2 separate regions of the Mus musculus genome follow, and region 2 is linked to region 1. The links are chromatin contacts, called in public HiChIP or PLAC-seq maps. All regions are on one chromosome and are shown on one strand. The core of a region is the stretch at or near the end of the contact, and the rest is flanking DNA. Distances in the headings are between cores, read along the strand shown.

Region 1 (6,064 bases), core at 1,120-3,619:
ACAATCACACATCTGAGGTATTAGCTGGAAAAAAATATATACATTGATATATATATATATACACTTAGACATGGACACATCCAGAGAATATTCACAAGTCTATTGGCCCCTACACCAGCAGAAGATCAAATGAAAAAGAACTGCGTAATAGGAAAAAGTTACACAGAGGGCATTTACAAAAGTGTGGTTACAGAATCCTTAATATAAGGAGCATGTTTGAATAATTGCCTTGAGGAAAATAATGTTTCCATTTATAGGAAAGTGTCTGTCTTATTGAAATGAAACCATAGGGGGAGCCTGGATTTAGGACTGTGGTGCCTACAGATTATTAAAGGTTTGAAAAAAAATTGCTTGAATCACCTGGGTCTATTTATTTTTTGTTTTTATTTTTTATTGTCTTTGAGACAGAGTCTTACAAGGTACCCCAGCTAGCCTCAAATCCATGTGTCTGCCTCCCTTGGTCTCCCGCGTGTTGGGACTACATGTATGAGCTGCCATGCCTGACTGATATTTGCCATGGATACCTGGATGGGAGAGGTGGGAATGTGGAGGTTGTTGTCTGGTTATTCTTTTACTTTCAATGGTTTACAGAGAATTGTAAGGATTTTTAACTATTCTGATATGGCTACTAGAAAGGGGGTTGTAACTATTCCATGATTAAAATTCAGGCTGCTCATTTTCATACATTTTTTCTATATAAATAATAAAAAGTGCTCTGGGTTTCCTCTCAGTTTTCTTCACTCAATAGAAAGATGGATAGCAAAATATCCAGAACTAAAACCAAGCTTTGTGTGGAGAAGCTAAATAAAGACATTCATTCCTCTTTAACCATGTTGTCCTTTGTTTAAATACTTGGATAATTGAGATGATGGCTCATTTGGCTTTCTGGTCAACCAAGAAACATTTCACTGCTTAAAAAGTGGGAGCTGTTTATTTAATTTTTTTTTTTTTTTTCAATATTTCCAGTTGAGCTGCTTTTCTTTTCTTTTTTTTTTTTTTTTTTTTTTTTTTTTTAAAGATTTATTTATTTATTATATGTAAGTACACTGTAGCTGTCTTCAGACACTCCAGAAGAGGGCATCAGATCTCATTACGGGTGGTTGTGAGCCACCATGTGGTTGCTGGGATTTGAACTTTGGACCTTCGGAAGAGCAGTCGGGTGCTCTTACCCACTGAGCCATCTCACCAGCCCTGTTTATTTAATTTTTAATGAAGTATCTGAAAATACAGTAACAACCATATCATGTTTTAAGTACTTGTATTTCTAATATTATTGATAAAGATTTCCTTTTTATTTTACATATCAGTGTAAAAGGTTTAACACCAAGAAAAATTAAGCATAAAAGTGCATTTGAAGTTAAGGGCTGCATTCCACATTCCTGTTCTTGTGAAGACCTGACCTGACACAAAACAGTATTTTTTTTTTTTTAAAGATTTATTTATTTATTATATGTAAGTACATTGTAGCTGTCTTCAGACACTCCAGAAGAGGGAATCAGATCTCGTTACAGATGGTTGTGAGCCACCATGTGGTTGCTGGGATTTGAACTCTGGACCTTCGGAAGAGCAGTCGGGTGCTCTTACCCACTGAGCCATCTCACCAGCCCACAAAACAGTATTTTAATGCACTGGTATACACACACACACACACACACACACACACACACACACCTCTAATACCTTCAATTTTCTGACCAATTATTAAACATGATTATGGAATGGAAGCAGGTCTCAAATGTTATTTTCATTTGTTAGATTAAAAACCTGAGATTTCTCAGCATTCTATTAACCTATCTGGTTTAAAAAAAATGACTTAGAGATGACTAGATAACTAATACCAGTGCATTCAGGAAGAAGGGAAATGAAAGGAGATGATGTGCTATTTCCATTCCTTCCTCTGTGTGTGTACACGCGTGTGTTGTGTTTATGTATAAAGAGATAAAATTACTAGTAAGTATACCTACTGTTTCCAAACTTACAAAAGAAAAAAATATAAACTTAATTAATATGCAAAGGAAAAGAGCTACTGGGTAAAGATAAAAGTGGTCGAAGGAAATCACGAAACTCCATGTAGCTAAAAATAAGACAGGAAGATATTAGGATTTTTATTATAAGAATAACCAGCAAGTACAACAATCTTTCGGCTCCAGCCACATAAATACACATAAAATTAAATTCAAAGATATAACTGGTCCTTTCCACAAGACAGGAAGCACAAAGGACTCAGTGATTACTGACGAAATTTCTATGTAGTTTAAGATCCTGCACTCAGCCAACATCTCTCATGGCTACTCCCAAGTACTGTTTACTCTAACCCACACATGGTATAAACATGATGGGTGCAGCAACAAACCTCAAGCTTAATACTGTACAAAGTCCTGTGTGACTTCATGCTGTGCTAACTTCTCTCAACCTGATAACCTGACCCACCCTCTCTATCCCACTAAAACTGGAAAAGTACACCAACAATTTCTACACGTTTTCTGACAGCTAAGAGCCTTCACAGTTCATTAGAGTGCTACATTTTAAAGTGACTTATTCTACAGGCTCAAGAAATATCTCACATCTTCTGACATGTGCTCATGTTTACAACCCGTACTGACAAAACAGTACAGAGATTAGCATGACCCATGTACAAGGATGACACAAAAAATTCAATAAGCTTCTATATTGTTCAATTCAATGAACGAAAGGCAAATAGAAATTAAAAACAGACACAGCGAACTACTTGAAGGAAAAGAGGGAAAGTGGGAAATGAGGCCAGTGCACATCAACACTATCAAATGTAAACCGTGGGGGCCACAGGCCACATTGAAGAGGAGACAGAACTTTGCAACTTCAAATCTCCATTAAAATAAAAAGACAACAAACTGCCTGTTATGTTTTGGGCCCATAGGTGAATGCTACAGTCAGCTTTTGTCAAAGAAACTCCTCCTCCTCCTTCTTTTAAGTGGGCAGAAGTAACTAGAGCTTAAAACAGTCATAGTAAGAAGACATGACCACTAAGTGCTCAGTCTAAGTGGGACTTCTAACAGTACCCACTTCAAGGATCTAAGAACATTATGGAACAGTGGGGGTAAATGATGTAAGAAGAGTGAAGTGTCTGTGGAACACTGTTTCCTGGCCATGCCACAGTCATCAGCCTTTGTGACTCTGCACAAGGTCTCTATAAGATGGAGCCTGTCCACATCCTGCCCTGAACGGGAAGGGGCTCATGAGCCCTCTCCCCCAGCCCTCCCTGATGATCTATGGCAGTTAGTGGTTGATGAGAGGAGATACACTTTCTTCAGGGTTGCAGGCACTGGTGCCTATGTTCCTGTAAATAACCCTGACCTATGTCCCTACATTCAACCATAGTAAAAAGTCTTTGGGTTATCATCATCATCACCACCACTATCATCATCATCAACAACAATATCATCATCACCATCACCCTCAACTACAACAAGAAGACTTGAAAAGAGAAGAGGGACGGACTGGGAAGAGGAAGCGAACGAGTGAAGTAGGAGGGGAACAGGAAAGCGTCACAGGGGTGAAGATGACAAAATGTATTATATGCGCGTATGAAAATGTCACGATGAAACCCACTGCCCTATATAATTAATGTGTGCTAATAAAACACATTTAAAAATAGAAGAGAAGAAAATGAAAAAAATGGCACGTAGTCACCAGGGAGAAAGAGCTATATTTTTATAGTGAAGAGCAAAAGTCTGTCTGAAGTTAGAAGCCACACAGCAATCTGCGGGGTGGTGAGATGGCTCAGTGGTAAAACACTTCCTGCGTAAGTCTGACAACTTGAGTTCAATCCACAGAACTGAACAAGGTATAAAAAGAGAACTAATGCCTGCAAGGTGTTCTCTGACCTCTACATGTGCTTCATGGCACATGCACGCGCGCGCGCGCGCGCACACGCACACACACACACACACACACACACACACACACGCACGCACGCACTACAAACATAAGAATAAATAAAATAAAACCATTTCGAACAGTTGCAAGAATTGCAGGAATGGCTGAGCAACTGAATCGCAGAACCTTGAGGTTAAATGACCTGGGTTAAAGGCCATGCTCAAAGAGCAAGAGGAAGAGCTAAGCCAGTGGAGAGGACCCCAGCCATCCCGGCTGCGGATGAAGGGAAACCATGGAGAGTTGCCGAGTTGAAGCAGACTGTACAAAGCAGCATTCTTTACACCTACAGTTGAAAAACCAAGACCTAAATGAAGTGCACTGGACTTGAGAAGCTCTTCTTGAGAAGAAGAGCAAAGGACTTAGGTGAGCAAGAAACTGGAGAATTTAGTTGCCACAGACCCTTAAAAACTAGAGAATTAGAAATACGTATTTCAATGGGTAGGTTAAACATGAGATCCACGATCTGAATGGCAAATAGAAACTTATGTGTTCCTATGAATGAAAATAGTATTACCAGGTGTGGGAGCCAATAAACCCAGCATGGGTGGGGGTGGGGAGTCGGGGTAGGATGGAGGGCAAGCCAATCGCTGTGAGATCCAGGCCAGCCAGGTCTCCATTGAGAGTTGGAGCCAGCCAGAGCTACACAGTGAGACCCTGGACTCAATATTAAAACAATGATGACAACAAAGATACCATGAGCACACACTAAAACCACCATAGAAGCAGCATGTCGGTCTCCTGGAGGACCAGAGGATACTAGGAGAAGCTCCAAGCCTCATCATCTTGTACCAGGGAACATGATCAGCAGGTGACGAAGATACAAACAAATCAAAAGAAGAATACTGGCTTGATGGGATTCAGAAATCTGCAAAGTGGACAGTGAAATGACAGTTGAGGGAGGAGATTCTAATGACAGAGTTGAAAACCACAACGAGCTGTGTTCAGAGGCACGCAACCTTAGGAAAACCATTTACATGGACTAAGCAGCACTGCTTTAGGCTAACGGTTAGACAGGAAGTTTGCTGAAGGAAGCACAACAGATCAGAAGGCTCTGAGAATGAGGCCAGGAGTGCCCCGGACCTGTGAGCGTGACGCTAATGTGAAACTCAGCCGCAGGTTTATTCTAAGCAAAGAGCAGTGATTTTACATCGAGCCCTCCACCCTTGTGAAAGCACACAACAGAACCTGTGCTAGAGGCAGCCAAAAGTGACAGACACCGTGGAGAGGAAGGAAGTCCCTGCTGTGGAACGTGGTCCTTTGAAGTTATTCCTCTCAAGATTCTACTTTAGGGAGTAACAAAAATATGTAAATTGTCAGGGAAAGGTTTTCACTAAAGTTGAGTAGATATATAGCATTTTAAAAGTTTCGCATGATGTATTATGTGAAAAATTAAAGTGAACTTTTAGGTTCTTTGTAGCTCTCCTAGTTCTAAAGGTCATGTTTCCAGAAGGATGGTTGAGTTCTCCAGACCCCAAGGGCAATGTGTATAATTCAACCCACTATTATAATCAGGTTTTTCTACTGAAGAGTCTGATGGCAGAACGCAAGAGACCGCTTGAGTTCAACAGATGACACAAATCAATAATATTTAGGGAAAAATCCTTAAGCAAAGGCACAAAGCCACTCTGTCTGACATTCTTATTTTTAAGCAAGGGGTTGGGGACAGGAGATATGAAAAAAAATACCAAAAACATTTTGTAATTCTTTAACTGTATGAAGCAAAACCCTTAAGCCAATACTATCATTAAACATACAAGACCAGAAATTACATCAAACTCAATGAGCAGCAAAGCTTCAAGTCCCCGCTGTATTTTCCCACTTTACATTACAGATTTCGCTACAAAGAGCTTATTCTAAAGACCTGATGAGTGGCCTGGTTGGTGGAGCGCAGCATGCTCTAATAGCTTGCTGTCAATCACCGCTCTAGCTGCTTGCTGTCAATCACCACTCTAGCTGCTTGCTGTCAATCACCACTCTAGCAGCTTGCTGTCAATCACCACTCTAGCTGCTTGCTGTCAATCACCACTCTAGCTGCTTGCTGTCAATCACCGCTCTAGCTGCTAGCTGTCAATCACTGCTCTAGCTGCTAGCTGTCAATCACTGCTCTAGCTGCTGCTCTATCTCTGCACAGGGCTACTGTGGCCCAACA
Region 2 (6,033 bases), core at 2,953-5,452, 190 kb before region 1:
TTCAAAGTTTATTCCAGTAATGCCAAGCACTGCTGCTGTAGCACATGAGCCACAAAACCTTACAGTTGGTCCACAATTTGTTTATACATGATGTGTCTAGAGTGGGCTAGGGGATATGTAGCTATGTGTTTCCAGCAGTCAAGAGAGAGGCAGAAGGCATGCCAGCTTTTAACTGCCTCTGCCTGAGTCATTCACATCATTTCTGTTTTCTTTTCTTTCTCTTTTCTCTCTCTCTCTCTCTCTCTCTCTCTCTCTCTCTCTCTCTCTCTCTCTCTCTCTCTTTCTTTTTTCCTTCTTCTTCTTCTTTTTTTTTTAATTTTTTTTGGTTTTTCAAGACAGGGTTTCTCTGTGTAGCCCTGGCTGTCCTGGAACTCACTCTGTAGACCAGACTGGCCTCGGACTACTCAGAAATCCACCAGCCTCTGCCTCCCAAGTGCTGTGATTAAAGGCATGCTTCACCACCGCCTGGCATTCACATCATTTCTGTTTATGGTCCAGTAGCTGACCTCATCACACAGGGCACACAGACATACACACACATACACACCATGGCATACATGAAGAGTTCAGAGAGCAACCTTTTGTACTCTCTCCTTCCATCACGTGGACCCAGAGGGTGAAACTCATATACATCAAGGTTGGTCACAGTCACCTTTATCTGGTGACCCACCTCACTGTCCCTGCAATAGCAGTTTTAAAACTCCGTGGATGTGCTAAGCTTAAACATCTCCCTACAGGTGAAGAAGACCTTGAACAGGATATACCACCAGAATCGTAAGGTTCATGAGAAGACGGTGCGCACAACTGCCGCTGCTGTCATCTTAAAGAACCCATCCTACATGGATGTGAAGAACATCCTGCTGTCCATTGGGGAACTCCCGAAAGAGATGAACAAATACATGCTCACTGTTGTGCAAGACATCCTGCATTTTGAAATGCCTGCAAGGTACAATGCATTCCACGCACCTCTTCTTATGCAAGCCTATCTGAATATTGACGTGGTGCCACATAGCTAATAATCATGACCTGGTCATTACACTGGGCAATGTTAAATAAACCTAATGAGTGTCAAGTTTCCCCAAAGGAACTCTTTAGTGAGTTGGATAAAACAGCTTTCCTTTCGCTGCTTGCGATTTGGAACTCTGGGTAAGGCGGCTTCTCTGGGTATCCGCTCAGTATGGTAAATATATATATATATATATATATATCACCAAATGTTAGTAAAGTTTTAAAGTCTAATTGCATTTTCAACAGGACTATTTTTATAAGTAGCACAATGAGACAAAGAAAGTTCTTTCATCTTAACTTTTCAGACTTTTATCACAACTCCCCTGAATTTGCAAATCTTAGTCACGGCCCAGTTTAGGAGCCAGGCCCAGTTTAGGAGCCAGGCTATGAAGAGCTGCACCGGCTGACTTCACTGTGCTCAGTCATTCTCCCTAAACACACTTCATCCCATCTCCCAAAAGCTGCCTTCCACATTCACTCTGAATGTCACCCACTCCTTAGGCATCTCCCCTCAAGGGAGGAACCGGACAGTCAGAGCAGAGGTGTCAGGAGCAGGACAGACAGTCAGAGCAGAGGTGTCAGGAGCAGGACAGACAGTCAGAGCAGAGGTGTCAGGAGCAGGACAGACAGTCAGAACAGAGGTGTCAGGAGCAGGACAGACAGTCAGAGCACAGGTGTCAGGAGCAGGACAGACAGTCAGAGCAGAGGTGTCTGTCAGGAGCAGGAAGGAATCCGGGACATGTTGGCCTTGTGAATCGGATTCTTCTGTTTCTCCGTTGTTATTCAGGACTTCTGAGAGGAGGCCTCAGGTGTAGCCAGTGCCTCTGATTCGTGAGCCTAGTCATGTGAGGACAGGAAAGAGGAGGGAGTGGGACAGACAGCAGCCTGGCAAACGGAAAGAAGCCCCTGTAACCACTTATACCAGGTTCTCAGAAACAAAACCCTTACAACAGGAGGGCAAATTAAGGCCCACCCTTGCTTGGTGTGTATCTCTTTCCATGTGGGGCCGTTTTGCTTGTTTGTTTGTCTGTCTTAGTTTTGTTTCCTGGCAAGTGGCACCAGACCCCACTGACTCTCTATGATGACAGGAAGCTCACTGCCACTAAGTGAATCTGTGCCACCATTCAGGACTTCATTATTGTGTTCTGTCCTATTGTACCTTCTCCCTGGCTCTGGGTTTGTATTTGGAACGAAGCAGAATGTGTCTATAATGTTCATCCACGTGAAACCCTCGGATATCTGAGAACATCATCTTTTCTCTTCTAAGCTAAAAATCCAGTGACCTGGTAATATTGATGGGTAGGGAGATTATTAATAAAGAGCCATTTCTTCCTTACAAAATGCTTCTGCCTCAGAGCTAGGCCTGGTTTACTCTAGTTGACTAGTTGGGGGGTTTGAAATGTGGTAGTTGTACCATTACTGACAGATTAGTGTGAGCTCATGAGAAGTGAGAGGATCTCAATGCTAATTCCATAAACGTGACACGGGCATGAAGGAAGAGATAAAGGTTTGGAGGAGACATTTAGTTTGTTCTCTTGTGGGCCCTATTGGGCTTTTTCTGTGGTGGAAAATACATAAATAGCAATCCTAGAAGTTAGTGCTTTTGTGTTGTGTGCCAATGATGATTTTAGAAGGCAAAGAAGAAGAAGAAAAAAATGCAGGCCTCCTGTTTGGCACGGCTTTCTTAAATTTATATACAATTTCACATTACAACCATGATGATTCAAAAAACATGAGTTTTCTGCTCCCTAAGTGTCCACCTGTCAGCTGAAGTCGTCCCTTGGCTGGGCATTCTTATGCTCTATAAATGTCAGCTATTTGAGGAATGAAGGGGTGAGCCCTCACCCTGCCACTGGTGCCCAGCCAGCACGTCCTTGGGTCTCACAGTGGCATGAGGACTTTTTTTTTTTTTTAAACACCGGGGATTTGGTTGCATTCCCGATTTGATCTGGGAAACAGACATTATGGTGAATGAAAAGCCTTCTCTTCTGTGTTGCAGCAAAATGATCCGTCGAGTTCTCAAGGAGATGGCTGTTCACAATTATGACCGTTTCTCCAAGAGTGGATCCTCTTCTGCCTATACTGGCTACGTAGAACGTAGGTGACCCCTGAGGAGCTCCCCCCTGCACCCCCTTTCATCGACATTGCTGGAGCTGTGACTGAGTTCCACCCCCGAGGACCCCTGCTTTCCCGCCCCCGTGTCCTTTCGTCGCTGGGACTGTGACTGAGTTCGTGGTTCTTTTGTCATTAGGTAGCCCCCGTGCAGCGTCCACATACAGCCTTGACATCCTTTACTCTGGCTCTGGCATTCTGAGGAGAAGTAACCTGAACATCTTCCAGTACATCGGGAAGGCAGAGCTTCATGGTAGTCAGGTACCGCACGCCCAAGAGTTACTAATGAAAGAAACCTGTCTGAGTGCAGCATTATAGCATATATTTTATAGCGTACAAATTAGTTTGTAAGTTAATGGTGGTATATATATATATATACATATATATATGTAGATGTAGATAGATAGATAGATAGATAGATAGATAGATACAGCTACAGATACAGGTACAGATATATATTCTGTAGTACACACACACACACACACACACACACACACACACACACACACACACACACACAATTGAAGCTGTACCAGAATCTGCTAGTTAGACTTTCATTCAGGGCTACATCACTTCGATATCCCCAAGTATTTACATTTATGCTGTGTTTGCCCTTTTTTGCTTATCTCTACAGAGACTGATTGCACCGACAAGAAATTTCAATGTACAAAAAAGACAAAAGAATTAGCGTATATTTCTCCAATACCACTAGGAAAGAAAAGAATCAAGTATTATTAGCAGTTGAGAACTGGTTGAATTTTAGTCCTAAACGAAATGACGGTTTATCTTTACTGTCAACCATACCATCACTTTGGTGTTATGAATATCAGATTATAACATTCTAATTGAAGTTATTCAAGCCTCAACATGATCCATTGTTATGGAAACTTGGGTGCTCATCAATATGAACTCATCTTCCCATTCGATAGCACCACGGTCAGAATCCCATACCTGCCATGCCAAGGCATTTCCACCTGCTGTCTCATGTGCCCTCAGAAATGCCAAGCACACAGTGGTTAGAGCCTGGCTATGCAGGATGGAAAATAAGCAAAATTCCTTATGGGCTAGTCATCTGGGCATGAACTTCCTCATAGTGTGGCATCATTTTTGTGGTGAGGGATGAAAGTTTGACATGGAGAGGCGTGAATGTGCTCTCTGAGCACAGCTGACTGGGTGGAGTGCCCATGCCTCTCCATCTCCTGTCAGATGCTCGTGAAGATGGCAGGCCCATTGCTTGAGACAGCGTGGGGAAAGTAACTGAGCACCACCGGTGATGCCCTCCAAGAGAGGCCTGCGGTCTTTGTAGTCGCATAGCAAGGACTCAAAGCCCCACTTCTGCCACATACTAGCTAAGTGAATATTCACCTGTCCTCGCTTCTGTCTACTAAATGAATAAAATCTTCCACACATTCAAGGGTAATTGCGAAGAGTACATGGAGAAAATTCATCTCCATTATGTTAGACATAGAGGTTTAGTTTTCATTCTTGCCTAGTTGCAGAAGTTACTTGAGGTTTTGGTCCTGAAAAAGGTTTATCTGTAGCTCAGAGACCTCTCCATCACCCACGGAGCAGGGGATCTGTGACCATCAACCGTGTGTCCTTTTCTCCCCTAGGTGGTGATTGAAGCCCAAGGGCTGGAAGGCTTAATTGCAGCCACTCCTGATGAAGGAGAGGAGAACCTTGACTCTTATGCTGGCATGTCAGCCATCCTGTTTGATGTTCAGCTTAGGCCTGTCACATTTTTTAATGGATACAGTGATTTGATGTCCAAAATGCTGTCGGCATCCGGCGACCCTGTCAGCGTGGTGAAAGGGCTTATTCTGTTAATAGACCATTCTCAGGTAATTCTCTACCTTTCTCAGCCTGCAAATACTTACTGAGTTCCAGCACACACATTTTGTGTGTGTGTGTGTTTGTGTGCTCACTCGCATGTGTACATGTTGGAGCACAGTAAGCAGCCCTTGCACTGTTATGTTAGAACATGTAGAAGCCAGTGGTCAACCTTGGAAGTCTTCCACAATTGCTTTCCAGCTTATTTTTCGAGACAGTCTCTCAGTGACTCTAGAGCATGCTCAGTTAAGCTATGATGGCTGGACAGCAAGTCCCAGGAATTCTCCCGTCTCTGCCTCCCAGCACTGGGACCACAGCTGTGCACTCGGGTGCCTTGGTTTTATGTGAGTGATGGGGACTGGAATCAGGCCTCCTGCTTGTACAGCAGACGTTTTACCCAGCTTGTAAATTGTAAGCATGTCTAGAAAATACAAGTTAAAGCTTTGCGGCTCCTCGAGCTCATTCCCTACGCCTTTGGTCCTCTTGCTATTGCTGCCCTCTCCCCTTTGCTATAGGTAAGCACCATTTGCCTTCTCTGTTATTAGCTGCTTAGTAAAGAACGCCTGCAATGCAACAGAGCCGAGCTCGTATTACCTGCAAACACAGTTTTCCTGCACTGGGGAGACCGAGGTGTCTTGTCTTTTTTTACCCGGAATGCAGGACATGAGCTACCTGGCATCATTTGTGATGACAATGATTATGAAAACCAGTGTGGCGCATCATGTTGACGATGTCAAACAAGTGAGGGCCTGAATACCCGGTTGACACCAGTCTTTGTGTCATGGCCGTAGGCTCTTAGAGAAGCTTGCTCATTCAGAGAGAACACACAGACTTTCATTTCCTTGACCTTGTTCTTCAGGATTATTTTTCCAGAGCTCCTTGGTGCTAAGTCCTACAATAGTTCTTATGTGGAACGGTTTCTGTGTCTAAGATGCTGTGGGCTGTAGATGACTTGTAAGATGCTGTGGGCTGTAGGTGACTCGTCCAGCTGGATTTTCTGGGAGTCAGAGAGGCTTATTCTGTCTGAAGAGCCCTCGAGATTGAGTGCTTGATACTTAGATTTTTTTCTTTTTTTTTTTTTTT

Evidence for each region. HiChIP or PLAC-seq counts read pairs in DNA pulled down with a chosen protein or histone mark.
Region 2: an HNF4G HiChIP or PLAC-seq map of pancreatic cancer cells shows a contact between it and region 1. The contact joins two enhancer-like sites. A contact is called at or near these places in 3 of 39 promoter capture datasets (fetal liver, liver and maxillary cranial neural crest), 6 of 115 datasets of contacts at active chromatin or transcription factors (SST interneurons, microglia, neural progenitor cells and 3 more) and 1 of 9 other capture datasets (adipose tissue).

Annotation. Positions count from the first base shown.
Region 1 is chr3:137,909,601-137,915,664 of GRCm38.p6, reverse strand. It overlaps a transcript of Dnajb14 not described here. Among named protein-coding and RNA genes, the nearest start is that of Lamtor3, 5.9 kb to the left of the region's middle. Within about 2 kb of position 2,369, at least 7 of the 459 cell types and tissues checked have an H3K27ac peak or open chromatin away from gene starts, as enhancers often do. A contact at or near this core is called in pancreatic cancer cells, where this site is marked.
Region 2 is chr3:138,102,015-138,108,047 of GRCm38.p6, reverse strand. It overlaps Mttp (microsomal triglyceride transfer protein), which reads left to right. Exons shown (of 18, transcript NM_008642.3): 12 at 738-946; 13 at 3,008-3,105; 14 at 3,260-3,381; 15 at 4,734-4,961. Among named protein-coding and RNA genes, the nearest start is that of Gm52617, 19 kb to the right of the region's middle. Within about 2 kb of position 4,202, at least 16 of the 459 cell types and tissues checked have an H3K27ac peak or open chromatin away from gene starts, as enhancers often do. A contact at or near this core is called in pancreatic cancer cells, where this site is marked.